2 separate regions of the Mus musculus genome follow, and region 1 is linked to region 2. The links are chromatin contacts, called in public Hi-C maps. All regions are on one chromosome and are shown on one strand. Each heading gives the region's core, a stretch centred on a gene start, on an enhancer-like site or on the middle of the called end of the contact. The rest is flanking DNA. Distances are from core to core; before and after follow the strand shown.

Region 1 (6,539 bases), core at 276-2,775, 360 kb after region 2:
AGAGGGTGGCAGAGAAATGATTGCAACTTTACACACCAAACCTTGTGGAAGATGCATGTCGTGTGTGGCTGTGTATGAGTTGGTGTAAAAAAAAAAAAATCCATGAGTGGGTGGGTGTTATGAACCATAAAATAAATACGAAGCAAAGCTGAATTCAATGTGTACTGCTTTTTCTTTTCAACATCTTTGTAGTTTTTTCAAAAGTTTCCAAACAAAGGGAAATGCTTTGTAAAGCAAGGGAGAGAGGAGAAAAAGATGATCACTTGGCCCAAATCTCCAGTCACCAGATTACTGAAGAACGTTTGGGGAAGACCAAGATGGAGCCGAGTAGGCTGGAGAAGAACGCTCCATAATGGGTCCGGGACACCAGATGAATTATATTCCTTACAGGCAAAGCTCCTGAACACTCACCGTCCTAAATCTTATTTTTATATGGCACACATTTAGAAAATTTAGGAGTGTCCTGGAAAGTTATAACAGCTGGTGTGCGAGTGTTGGGCCCTGGGGCTGGGGGGCGGTTGAATGTCTGAGGAATTCCAAGGCTCTGGAGAAGTGTTTGAGAGCATGGCCCCAACTGCCTGGGAGCTCTCAATGTGAGAAACAAGTCACACTGGACAGGGCCTGACAGATGTTATAAAGGGGTGGTGTTAAGTGACTTTTTCAGGATATTAAACCAGCATCCTAGCTGGCAGGGAAAAAAAAAAAAAAAAAAGAATTGTCACTGACATTGTGTCAGCCAATGGAGACGTGGCTGCTACTCTCTGAGCTCTGGGAACCATTATACACGGGCGATCGATAGGCTCTCAGGCTGGAACCTAAATAATGATTTCTAATAAAACCTATTTTAGACTGTTTGGGCTAGAGAATAGAGACAAGTCACCAAACATAATGTACTTAAAGCCAGCCACCCCCTCCCTTTCTCTCTTTTTAAAGAGATGAATAATGGACGAGAGATCTGGCGATAAGGCAAGAAGGGGGGGGGGGGTGAAAGGCCTTTTGGTGCTGGCCAATCTGCTTAGCTAATGGCTGTAAACGGACACCCCTAATGAAATAAAAATGTCTCAGTTCAAGTACATAGCTGTGCGGTTGTTAGCCACGCTGAACTCTGGCTGAGGTCCTGGTGATGGGTACTAAGCAACTGGCCGACAGTTTCCCATGGCTCCCTCTCTTCCTAGACCCTCGTTGAAAAGCAAATTAAAAAAAAAAAAGATGGAGATCGTGCCCCCACATTAAAGGACAGTAGCAGCCCAATTTTCCTCAGGAGAAGCAGTGTGCTCGGTCATTTTTGTCTCTTGTCCCTGCATGCCTGTGAATGGTTTAATTTACATCCCAGAGTCTAAGGCTGGTGGTCAGTCGTGGGCAGGTTGCACTGTTTAGAAGGCAAATTCGAGACAAGAGGGGCCTGTGCTTGATGGGAGCTTGTCTCAAGCCCCTCCGCGTTCCCTCTTCCTCTGACCTGCTACTTCAGCCAGGAGGAGAAGCCCTGTCCAAATGTGCTAAGATGAGATGGCTGTGGTTAAACTGGTTTCCCCCACTCGCCCTGCCCTCGCAGCTCGCAGTTGTCTGATTTCAATCAGCGGCAGTTCCTTGCACATGTCCCACCATCAATCTCTGCCGCCCCTGGATGAGTGTGGCACAACACAGGGCCGCGTTCCAGTGAAAAAAAAATAGCCTTTGCCGCAGCTTTCCGTCTTCAGCCACTGATAAGTATGCCTTTGATATTTTTATTAAAAAAGAAAGAAAACACATTGGGAAATATGTTTCATTTCTTATGGCACAGACCAAAGCCCCTGAGGCCGAAGGGGATTGAGGTCCGTTGAGTGGGAAAACAGACAAGACAGAGCTGAGCTCCGCTTTGAGAGCTGTGCCAGACAGAAACGACCTACCCATGAAACAGGAGCCCTACAGTGTCTATAAGGGTGCACCCATATAGCCAGCAGCCATTTTTCACAAACAGCAACAGCCTCATAATTCTTCTCCAGCCAGGGCCTTGTATCCAGTGGCAAAGACATTTGGAAAGCATAAATCCCAGCCCCAATTCTCATATTCTGTCACGCTCACTGGCTGGGTTGGGGCATCTTGCTGAACTTAACAGTGTTTGCTGTGTCATTGCAGCACTGGATGTAGAAAGGCAGGTGTTGGGACAGAAGTGGGGACAGTGTGGGACACTGGGAACGTATTGTTGTGACGAAGGGTGATCATGGCTGGGCTCCTGAAAATGCTTGCCCAATTAGTCACCTCAAAGTGATGACCCAGTAAATAGTCTTCTTGTTTAGCTGTCTGTTTTAAAGTAGGCTGTTCCAGTTTCAAGGGTCCACTTACTTTCCTGGAAGAGTCACTGAGAACTGTTGTAGGCACAGAGAGGTAGACACGCTGGTCCTTGGGTATCCCTTCTGCCACCCCTATTGTGTATCTCTGATGCTAAGGAGAAGGTGATCTGGGAAGGATCGATTTTAGTTGGGTTCAAAACCATCATGAAATTTTGGGGGGTGTGGTCTGTGTATCACATGCATGCAGTGCTCGAAGAGGCCAGAAGGGGGCATTAGATCTCTGGAACTAAAGTCACAGGTGATCATAGCCACCATGTGGATGCTGGAGATCTAACCCAGGTCCTCAAGAGCAGCCAGTGCTCTTAACCACTGAGCCATCCCTCCATGTCCTATCACCACCATCACCACCACCATCATTGCTAATCTGTCTCTCTGTCTTTCTCTCTCTGTCTCTCTGTCTCTGTCTGTGTGTGTGTGAGAGAGAGAGACAGAGACAGAGACAGAGACAGAGACAGAGAGATAGATAATGAGAACCTGTGGAGTCCAGAGAAAACTTCAGGTGTTGTCTGTCTTACCTTCCTCTCTCTTTCTCTCTGCTGCATGCTTCCAGCTAACTGGTCTGTGAGCTTGTAGGGATCCTCAGGTTCCCATCTTCTGTCATCTGTAGGAGCGCAACATGCTACCACATCTACCTCCTTAAGGGTTCCAGGTTCAAACTCAGGCACACACTCTCTTACATAGTGATCATTTTACCCACAGATCCGTCCTCTCAGCTCCTGGTTTCAATGAAGGCAGCTATTCAATCTAGAGTGGTCTATCATATTACTTGCTCAGTCTGTGTCCACTCAAAAATGGGATTTATTGTTAAACAGGAGCGTCCATATCTGACCCCTCATAACCAGTGTGTTATTTGGAGGTCACAAATACACCATCCACCTTGCTGACTTATAGCAAGCCAACTGTAGTTTGAGTGCCTCTGTAGAAACCTTGAAGAGCTGGGGACAGTAATTCCAAAACAGATGTAGAAATTTGAGTTGAAAGAACTATGGTTCGTGGAGCATCTCTATTTAAGAAAGTCTTAAACTTGGAAATAATGGCAGAGTCCTGGGTTTTGGATAAGCTGGCAAATTTTGTTCCAAGTATCTGGATACTGTGCACACTTTGGATAAACTTTTCATGACACAGCTAACCGCCAACCATGGCAGGACCGGAGGCAATATTTGCGGAAGTTTGTGTCCTCATTTTAATGAGGATGAGATTCATGTTAAAGTGGTGGAGGGTCACAGCAGTTTCAGAATGATACCAAGAAATCGCTTTCTTCAGTAAGTAGCGTGTTCAAACCCTTCAATGGCTTCCCTGTGTGACAGCCCTTTCCCATGGGGTCAGTTGAAGTCAGTAGCCTCTCTGCACTTGCTACCTCAACAAACTACATAAGATGTTGCTAGTTCTGAATGCGGAAAAGTTAAATTAATTAATAATATTGCTGTTTCTGTTCATATAGATGGTTGATAATGCTCATTACTGTGAACATTGTGGACACAAGGGCTACAGCAGAATTTTTAAAAAAGTTATTTACTCATTCAACTGATAATTTTGAGAAGTTAGCCATGTGTTGGGTACAGTTCTTAGGGGTTGGGACATAGCAGAAAAAAAAAAGTTAAGTACTTCATGGAATCTATCCACTAAAGAAGATGTTTAAGGGAAAAAAAATCAACGTTATAGTACTCATATAGTATTGCTGCTGATAGTAATAGAGATAGCTTTTCTGAAAAGATTTATTTGAATATAAAGTTGAAAAATGAGAAGTAAGCCAGAAACACATCTGAGAGAACAATATTCCAAGCAGACAGACCAGTCTACAAACAGGAACAGGGCAAGCTAAAGGAAGGGTGACTAGCCATTTCAGAGTATCCAGGACTGAGGGGTATAGGGTGTTCTCAGGACACAGGATGTTTAATGCTAAAAGCAACAAAGTCTTGAGCAAGCATGGAGGAGTTACCCACATTATGTATGACCACACATCCTAAATGAGAGGCTGGGCTATGAAATGAGATGGTGCTGTAGATGGCGACACCCTCGGGGAAACTCCTCAAGGCCGTGGTAGGAGCTATTTTATTCTGAGTCTAACAAGCTTTTATGACTCATAAGACTGTATGGTACAAGTAGTCGCCATCATAGACTGACATTGACTCAAGTTATTTAGTATGTAGCACTGAGTAGATACAGAGTTAGTGGCATCTTAGATCCTGTGAAGTTTCAGAAAACAAAAGTATGATAGTGTCTTAGGGTTGCTATTGCCACGATGAAACCCCATAGCCACAGCAACTATTATTTAAAAAAAAAAATGGAGGCTTGCTTACAGGTTCAGAAGTTTAGTCCATTATTGCCAAGGCTGGGAATGTGGTGGCATGTGGGCAACATGGTGCTGGAGAAATAGCTGAGAGCCCTACATCTGGATTTTCAGGCATCAGGCAGAGAGAAATGCTGGACCTGGCTTGAGCACTTGAAACCCCAAAGCCTACCCACAGAGACGCACTTCTTCCAACAGAGCCAAACCTCCTAATAGAGCCATTCCCTAACGACCAAGCATCCAAATGTATGTGTATATGGGAGCCATTCCTAGTTGTACCACCACAGAGAGACATACAGTTATAAAGGTCAGGATGGAGTTATTCAATTCCAGCAGAAGGATTAGGATGCACAAGGAGGGAAGCTCTCCTTTAATCTTACAGCCTTGTAGTTCTCAGTGGGCCAAGTGGGGCATCATTCATTTGCTTGTGGATTGAATGCGTTTGTAGGGACAGGAAGAGTGGGGGTACTCACTTCCTGTAAAGGCAAGTCTGTGAACACTTGATGGGGGTGGGAAGTGGACCTGTAAATTTCACAGGGTGGACGATCCTCAGGCATGATGTTGCCACTGTATTACTGGGGAACTGCTACAAGCTCATGCTTATCTTTCAACTTTCTTGGTAGACATGGGCAAAAATTAGAACAAAGCATAAATCCAGACAGAAAGCTGAACGGAGAGTGACAATGTGGTATAGGGTATAGTATTACCCTGGGCTGGTGGAGGGGGACTCACATCCTGTGCTGCACAGCATCAGAAGCTGCTGAAGGGAACATTATACAGGTCCTCATAAGAAGGCTGGGAGCAGAGGACTGAATTGATCAATTCATGGGTCCCTTGTGGCTAAACACTGGTCAGAAACTGGTAAGGCAAAGCCACAAGAATGAAGCAAAATGTAGACATTCTGCTACACGTGTCTCTCAAGCGTCTGTCTGTTTCATTTTTCTATGTGCCAATATCTCTAAAGCAAGTGCAAGAATGTCTCCCTTGTTGCATACCTAAATTTCTCTTTTGCCCACCCAGCATCTATTTCCATCAGAACAGTCAGAGGGCATCTCTTAAGGGCAAGGGCAAGTCACACCTTGCTTAGACATCTACCAATAAGGGTATGAAGGTGTAAAAATTACTCCGTTGGAAAATCATTTACTTCGCAGCTATCAGGATCTGGGTCTGATCCCCAGGTCGCATATATTTAAAAAGGAACAAAGCCATGTGTGGTGGCATTTGCTTCTAACTCCAGCACTGGGGAGGTAGAGAAGGCAGATCCTGACTCTCTGGCCAGCTGCCTAGATCCTTGTTGAATTACCGGCCAGTAGGAGAGACAAGGTGGGCAGCATTTCCCAAAGAACAACAGCTGAGATTGCCCTCCAGCCTTCACACACAAGCACACATACACACACGCATGCACTCATGCATGCACTCATACCCTGCATGCATGAGTACACAGAGATACAAATGTGCATACACATGAAAAACAAACAAAACAAAACAAAACAAAACAAAACAAAAGAAAAACAAAATCTGCCCATTGTTTCCCACCGTACAAAAATAAACTCAAAGCTCTCAGCAGGACTGGCAAGGATGAAGCCAGCCCTATCCCTGTGGGTCAGGCTTTACTGTTCTCCTTGTCCACACCACCCACACCACTCCATGGCCTTCAGACATCCCACACTGTTTCCACATGACACCTTCCTTTCCTGGGTCCCACCCTGTAATGCTTTCTTCCACCTTTGCCTGGACTCACATTTTGATAGAGCTATCTACTCAAGTGTTAGTTCTTTAAAGGCACCCTCTGTCTCCAATACCTAACAAGTCACCATCTCTCTGTCACCTTCTGTCACCCCAGCCTGCCTCTCCATCTTTAGCACACCCAGGAGCCATCTGATTCATTCATTCCATTACAATAGTGTACTGGCTAGTTT
Region 2 (7,155 bases), core at 233-2,732:
AAAACCATATATACATATATAATTATCTACATCTCAAATATGAACATCTGGACATCATTTAATATTGTGTGGTATTCAGATGATAAAATACATGTGTTTGTTCTATTAATTATTCTCTTACTGCTAGAGAGTGAAGACTCATCTCACCCCATCCCTGACCACCCTGCCCATACTTTGGTTTCTAGGTTGCCTGCCTAATTTATACATATGTCTTTGTTTTGAATACTGATCGTGGAAAGTTTATATTCTGAAAAAAAAAAAGTTCTGTGCAGGGTAAGCCAGCTTTCCTTACAGCCCAAGGTACAGACTTGGGAAAGACCTTTTTATGCTGTTAAGTGATTACGTGTCATCTACATGGGTATGGGTTCCCAACAGGGGAATTAGGCTTTCTATATACAGCAGATGATTTCTACCCACAGTAGAGAATACAGAGGCTACCACTTTCTTTCGTGTTTCTTTCTTATTTTCAATCTGTAGTCTCACCAGGAAGCTTCTACTGGCCTTGACCTCATAGCCCTTCTGCAGCTGCCTCCCTAGTGCTGCGATCACAGGTAGCTACTAGCACACCCAGCTGCTCTTAGACACTTTGTGCTCATCAGAAGCTGCAGGGTTTGCTCCTGATCTACAGGGAAGCTTTTTGTGGGCTGCCCTCCATGTGACCTGTGCTAGGTCGGCGAGGTCATGGGTCAACTCTGAGCTTCTTCAGACGGGAAGCAGGAAGACCCTAGGAGGCTCCCTTCAACCTCCTCCATACACTTTAAGCATGGACATTGTTTCTTTTTTCCATATTACTGTATCCTAAGGGGCTCTTCCTGATAAATGGCCTTCTGAGTGACAAGCATAGTAGACAAGGCTGGGTGCCAGTGACAGCCTGCCACCTAAGCTTTGTGCTCTGGGCTTCTTATCTCTCACATCAATTTGTTCCTGTCTGAGATCATAAACCGTCAGGGCAGTACTGCACAGCTGGAACGGGGCATTCATCTTCTCTACCCATCTGGTAAATATATTTTCCTGATGTGATGTTGGCTTCAGCACTGCACTGCTGGGGGGCCACGGGAGCCACTGTCTGCTCCTGATCCTTTCTTGTCTTGAGATCATGTTTCATTGTCTTCCCAAGCCAAAACTACAAGGAGTTTGATCCATGGCCAAATAATATGATTCCGGGACACAGAATGGGATTACTGAAGATAAGGCAGCCCGGCCGAGGGGCGTACCGTAAGAACATGCTTATTAGATTGTGCCCTCTGCAGGGGCTTTCCCCCACCCCTGGCAAGCATGAATGCTGCTAAGCAGACACTTTCTTCTGCTCCTGTTACAATCATAGGTTTGTGTTCACTCCTAAAGTAAAACCCAAAGTGACAGTGGCCCGCTGCCACTCAAGAGCCGCAAGCTGTTGTTAGTTCACTTGGGGACAGGGCCTGCTTTCCAGCTGATGCAGTGCTCCAAGAACGCCAAGTGGCAACTCCTGTGCTCTCACAGGTGCAGGCTATTTCTTCCTGAATGAATCACCAGTTCTCCTCTTAGCTCTTTGTGGCACTCAGGGCTGCTTACCTCAGAACCACCAGAAGCGACAGAGTCTCACACTTCGTCCCAAACATCCTTGATGCGCTTTAGGGCACTGCTCTCTGAATATGGTCATGATCTAGCTCTGAAACAGAGCTCAGGGACTTACCTTTGGAAGAAGCTTGGAAAGCAAAGGCATTGTCAACAGTTGAAGACCAAGGGTGATTGTTTAAATAAAGCCAACATGCAAAGGCAAGGACTGCATATATCCAACCACTGTTAAAGATTTACTCATCCTATCTGTATCCATAGATTTTGTTAAGTCCACAGGTTCAGCTAACTGCACATGGAAAACAGCCTACTCAATATACATTCCATTCATACCCAATGTGGACAGATATTTTTCTTGTCATTATTCACTAAGTAATCTACTGACATGGCACGTGTGTTGTGTTAGGCACCAACAGTAATGTAGAAATGATTTCAAGTACAGAAGGGCATGTGCAAGCTATATGACAATACTATACCACTTATGGGAGGGACATAGCATCTTTAGGTTCTGGTATTCCAGGAGAAGAAGTGCAGTAAGCAATCCTCTCAGCTTAATGACTCTTCAAGAAGACAGAACTGGTCTTGCAATTTCTTTACAGAAGTGGTCAATGCCAGTAAACACACCCCCAAATCTCCCAAAACTATACAAACAGTAAGTGCAACGATGAAGAATGCTATGAGGGTTTATTGTATTGCGTTTCAATGGCATGACACTTGTATTCAGTAGGCATGGACTCTGCCATAACTCTTGTCTGCTTACCTGATTTCACTCAAGCCCACAAGGGTGTGGCAAGGTTGAGTCTGCAGCTTACGGTCAACTGGCAAGTTCAGCTGAAAGGAAGTTCTTACCAAGCAAGCCTGAGTGATACCAGCTGAGGCAGAACCTGACATCTGAAATGCTATTGGCTGAAAATAAGAGCTGGGAGTCTAGCACTCCCTGACATGTGCTAACTCACACCCTCCCAGTGCATCTGGGTCTATTTTGGTCTTACTCCTCCATACTTGCCTTAGTTGTAAGTGTATAAAGAACAATGGTAATGCCTCATAGTATTAGGAGAAATGTCAGGGCAAATTCAGACATTCTTGAATTTCCCAGTGAAAGTGACTAACTTGCCACAGATCTCTCTGGGTGTGAGTCAACACACAATAGTAAACTTCCCTAAAACAGTTTGTGAGTTTTTCTTGTAACTGAGTTTTGTGTTTCTCATGTGTGAATTCTGTAGATGGCAACGCAAGCTGCTGCAAGATGAAAGTCTGGCATGCTGGCCTGAAGCTGTGAAGCATCAAGAAAAACCAAAATGCTCAAACTTTTAAGTAACGGTATAGGACCCTTTACCAGTTCTCTTCTTGCACACAGACATTGCTTTAGATGAGGACATTTCACATGCATCATTAAATGCACCTCGGATGCCTGGCAGTGTGCAGAATATAAGCTATATGAAGACAGGAACTAAAAATACACTCAGCGCTCCTCTCAGGAGGAAGCGAACCACACACCATCAAGCAGCTTGCAGGCAATTAATGAATATCTAAATACCAGAATGGACAGCATTCAAGTTCCTGGCAAACAGAACTAGCCAGGAAAGAGTGCTGAAGCCAAGAGAGGATTGTTGTAAGACACAGAGGCAGCCCAGGGGAGGGGCAAGTGGAAACTTCCTGCTTCAGTAAAGATGCAGAGCCCTGTGCCTTCTTGTTTCTAGAGAGAAGCCAGACTCTGCCCTGGGGAGAAGAAGTAAAGAAAGAAGGGAATCAGAACCTCATACAGCAAAAACAGAAAGGAAGAGAGAGAGAGGGAGAGAGAGACAGAGACAGAGACAAAGAGACAGAGAGAGAGAGAGAGAGAGAGAGAAGAGGGAGGGAGAGAGAGACACAGAGAGACAGACAAACAGAGAGAGAGAGAAGAGGGAGGGAGAGAGCACAGAGAGACAGAGACACAGAGAGACAGAGACACAGAGAGACAGACAGACAGAGAGAGAGAAAGAAGAGGGAGGGAGAGAGACACAGAGACACAGAGAGACAGAGACAGAGACAGACAGACAGACAAGAAGGATCCTGTGCACTTCTTGAGTCTCTCTCTCAAGTGCTGCTGCAAGGGACTGAGTCCTTCGCCAGTGGGAAACAGGTGTCTCCTGCCAATTAGGATTTAAACATCAACAGGGGCTTCTTGAGAGAATGATAACAAGCCTAATTGCAAGCAGCAGCTGGAGAGCCCTTGGCTGCACCAAGACAGGTTTTACTAATCCCCATTTTGCTGGGCGCCTGGCATCAAGCTGTGGTCAGCTCCTCTGACATGGGGCTGAGGCTATAAAATGTAGAGCAAGTATTTTATAGCCAGAGCTCAGTAGGGCGAATCTGATCACTCAGAAAGCTGGCCATCTGGTGGTTGAATAGACACAACGGTGCCATCAGTAAGTGCCTCAGTCTCCTTGTTACTGTTGGCCCATTTTCAGAGTCCCTTTCCTCTGTGCATACTAACAGCTGGGAGTGTCTTTGGAGTGTGGCCTCAAAATGATGACTGACTATGATTCCTCTTTATGTAGACATGCACAGTCTATTATACCCCTTCCCAAGAGAGTGAAGTCAATGAAGTGTGCTAGACACAAGACAAACAAACTGGAACCAAGTGGGAAGCTTCCTCCCTTGCTAGTTTCCATAGTGACAGAGGTTGCCAGGCAGGCATCCATGGAAGAAGAGTCACCACTGGTCTTTCCAGTTTTCAGCTTTGCTTACTGCCATATCTATTGTCAGGCAAGGTATGCTGACTGATGTGATAATGGCACACATTATCCAGGTCTCCCTCGTGCCTTCTGGATCCCTACTCATGGCAGGCCCAGCCTGGAACCCACTTCCACGAGTACGACTTTCTGAAGGTGGGCCGTATGCTCTTTCTTTATATCTTTTAGCATAATCACTGACATAAGAATCAATGCCCAACAGACGATTCTTTACATTTCTACCTCCCAGACTAGGAGGTCAGAGACTAACTCTCAAAGCCTCGCTGACCACTGCCAAGTCAAACAGGACAATCGTGTAGCTCCGCTGTTGTTGAAGGAGTCATTGCTTTGCGCCGCCAGCAAAAACAGCCAGATCCAAGGCACATTCCTCCATAAACATGTGCAAAGCTCTGCTGTGAAATGCCTGGGCATTCTCCTGCTAGAATAGCACAGTGCCAGCCCAGCAGAGAGCAAAATGAAACCAGAGACCTCACATTTGCTCACAGAAATGCATACGCTTCCAATGCTGAGGGGTCGTGGTCTAGAGGATTAACAGCAAGAAGGATTGAGCAAATTGCATAAAGCCTACCACTCTGCTGAAATCTACATGTAGATGTCAGACAACAAACAAATGCAATCTTTTAACACTAACATTTACTCAAACTTTATTGTGCATTAATTATCCTTGTTTTTTCCTAGTAAAACTCGGAGAGAAAAACACTCCACATCTGGCCTTCTGCTATTTCCAGCAGAGTTAGAAAACCTTGAGTAGTGGACTCAAAGGACTGGATTCTGTCCTTCGCTGATGGATGGATTGTAAAGAAACTGTAAAGCAGTGGGCAGTTTGTGAATGGAGCAAGTGGTATGTGATGGTCAAGCAGGCATGTCTAGTGTCACAAAAACATAATACACCATATTGCAGTTCTATTTTTTAATCTCCACAATGGGCTCACAGAAACTTAACATAGTGGCTTATAATTGAACGTTGCTACCTTTCTGACAAAAGGGGTTAGACTCTAACAATGGGAGCATAAGTGTGAAAGACTTCAGGCTATTACACAAAGAGCCCTTTTCATCCCGGAAAGGGAAAAAAGAAGGAGAAAGTTAAGATCAACATTGGCCTCTTGGGGAGCTAGATGGACGCTCACATCATGAACAACAGGGGAGGAAGGAGAAAGGTTGGTCTGAGACTTCCCCTAAAAAGCTGAACTTCAGAGATATTGAGTATATAATGTATTGATGAAGTTAAACTCACAGAATGCAGATAGATAATATGTAGAGCCTGAATCTATCTTTCAGAAACAATGTACCCTAAATAAAGTAATTAACATAATGGATCTGCACAAAGTGAAGAAAATAAAAAATCTGACTATTTCCTGTGTGCCTGCAGTATAGAAGCAATGGCTCAGACACTCTCAGATGGAGCCAAATTGCTTGTTTCAGAATGGAAGAGCAATACTAGAGGAGGCTACAGGGCACAAAAAGAATGTGTAGAAAGAGCTTGGGAAGTTTCGGGTCATGTGAGTAATGGAGAGAGAAAGTTCCTGTAGCTTAGGAGGCATAATTGAACATTGCTACCATAGTGTTGATGACACAGAGGGTTCACTTAGCCTCAAAAGCACGCTTACAACTGAGAACCAGACATTCCCTCCTCCCTCCCCCATACAAAGAGAAGCAAGTCTATTCATGATGCTATTGAAGAGTCCTTAAGGAGTTGAAGGGGTTTGCAGCCCCATAGGAGGAACAACAATATGAACTAACCAGTACCCCCAGAGCTCCCAGGGACTAAACCACCAACCAAAGAGTACACATGGAGGGACTCATGGCTTCAGCTGCATATGTAGCAGAGGATGGCCTAGTTGGTCATCAATGGGAAGAGAGGCCCTTGGTCCTGTGAAGGCTCTATGCCCCAGTGTAGGGAAATGCCAGGGCCAGGAAGTGGGAGTGGGTGGGTTGGTGAACAGTGGGGGGGGGGGGAGCGGATAGGGGGGTTTTGGAGGGGAAACCAGGAAAGGGGATAACATTTGAAATGTAAATAAGGTAAATATCTAATAAAAAATTGTGATAATGATGGTCAAGTGGCTCTTCACAGTTGATGACTTCTTGCAGGAGTTGGGAGAACAACTCAGTTATTTTTTAAGAGACAGGCTACTAAGAATCCGATCCTACTCCAAGAGTGCATGAGTAACACAAATCGGACTTTGTTTTGTTTTGTTTTTTTGAGGGGTGGGGGTAGGGTGTAAGAACAGGAGGGTGTGGACCCAGAAGGAATAGGAAAAGAGTGTGCTTGGGATTCATTGCATGAAATCCCCAAATAATTAATAAAATTATTATGTTGGAGTAAATACAAAGAGCATGCTCTACCTAACACCAACTTGGCAGATGCTAAGCTGCTTCTGATTGGTTGATTGGTTGGCTTTCAGGTTTGTATTCACTGCAGCACATTGTCAACATATTGACTCAGGAATTTCAAGGTCAGCTGACCATTTGCTTGTTATTCTGGCTCCCGAAGGGAAATGTATTGGTCAAACAGTGTTGAAACAAGCATCTCATAATGAATTGTTGGCAAAGCTATAAACCCCTCTGCTTTTCCTGGGAGTACAGAGTCCATTGCTTTTTCTTATTCTCTGTGACCACAAGACCAGTGCAGTAATGGCTCACTAGTTCATCTCATCAAGTCACTGCTACGAAAAGAGAGGAGATATTTCCATTTTTAAAAAGCTTCTCAATTTTCTCTTTTTCTTGTCTTTCTTTTCTTTTCTTTTCTTTTCTTTCCTTTTCTCTCTTTTCTTTTCTTTTCTTTTCTTTTCTTTCTTTTCTTTTCTTGTTGTTTTGTTTGTTATTTTGAAATAGGGTTTCTCCACATAGCCATGGCTGTCCTGGAATT

The links. Hi-C and Micro-C count contacts between places; a contact is called where the count stands out from the background.
Region 1: a Hi-C map of myocytes shows a contact between it and region 2, with 6 times the contacts expected there. The contact joins two enhancer-like sites.

The regions. Positions count from the first base shown.
Region 1 is chr10:23,448,651-23,455,189 of GRCm38.p6, forward strand. No RefSeq gene overlaps it. Among named protein-coding and RNA genes, the nearest start is that of Eya4, 100 kb to the left of the region's middle. Within about 2 kb of position 1,526, at least 22 of the 459 cell types and tissues checked have an H3K27ac peak or open chromatin away from gene starts, as enhancers often do. A contact at or near this core is called in myocytes, where this site is marked.
Region 2 is chr10:23,088,024-23,095,178 of GRCm38.p6, forward strand. No RefSeq gene overlaps it. Among named protein-coding and RNA genes, the nearest start is that of Gm24655, 75 kb to the right of the region's middle. Within about 2 kb of position 1,483, at least 8 of the 459 cell types and tissues checked have an H3K27ac peak or open chromatin away from gene starts, as enhancers often do. A contact at or near this core is called in myocytes, where this site is marked.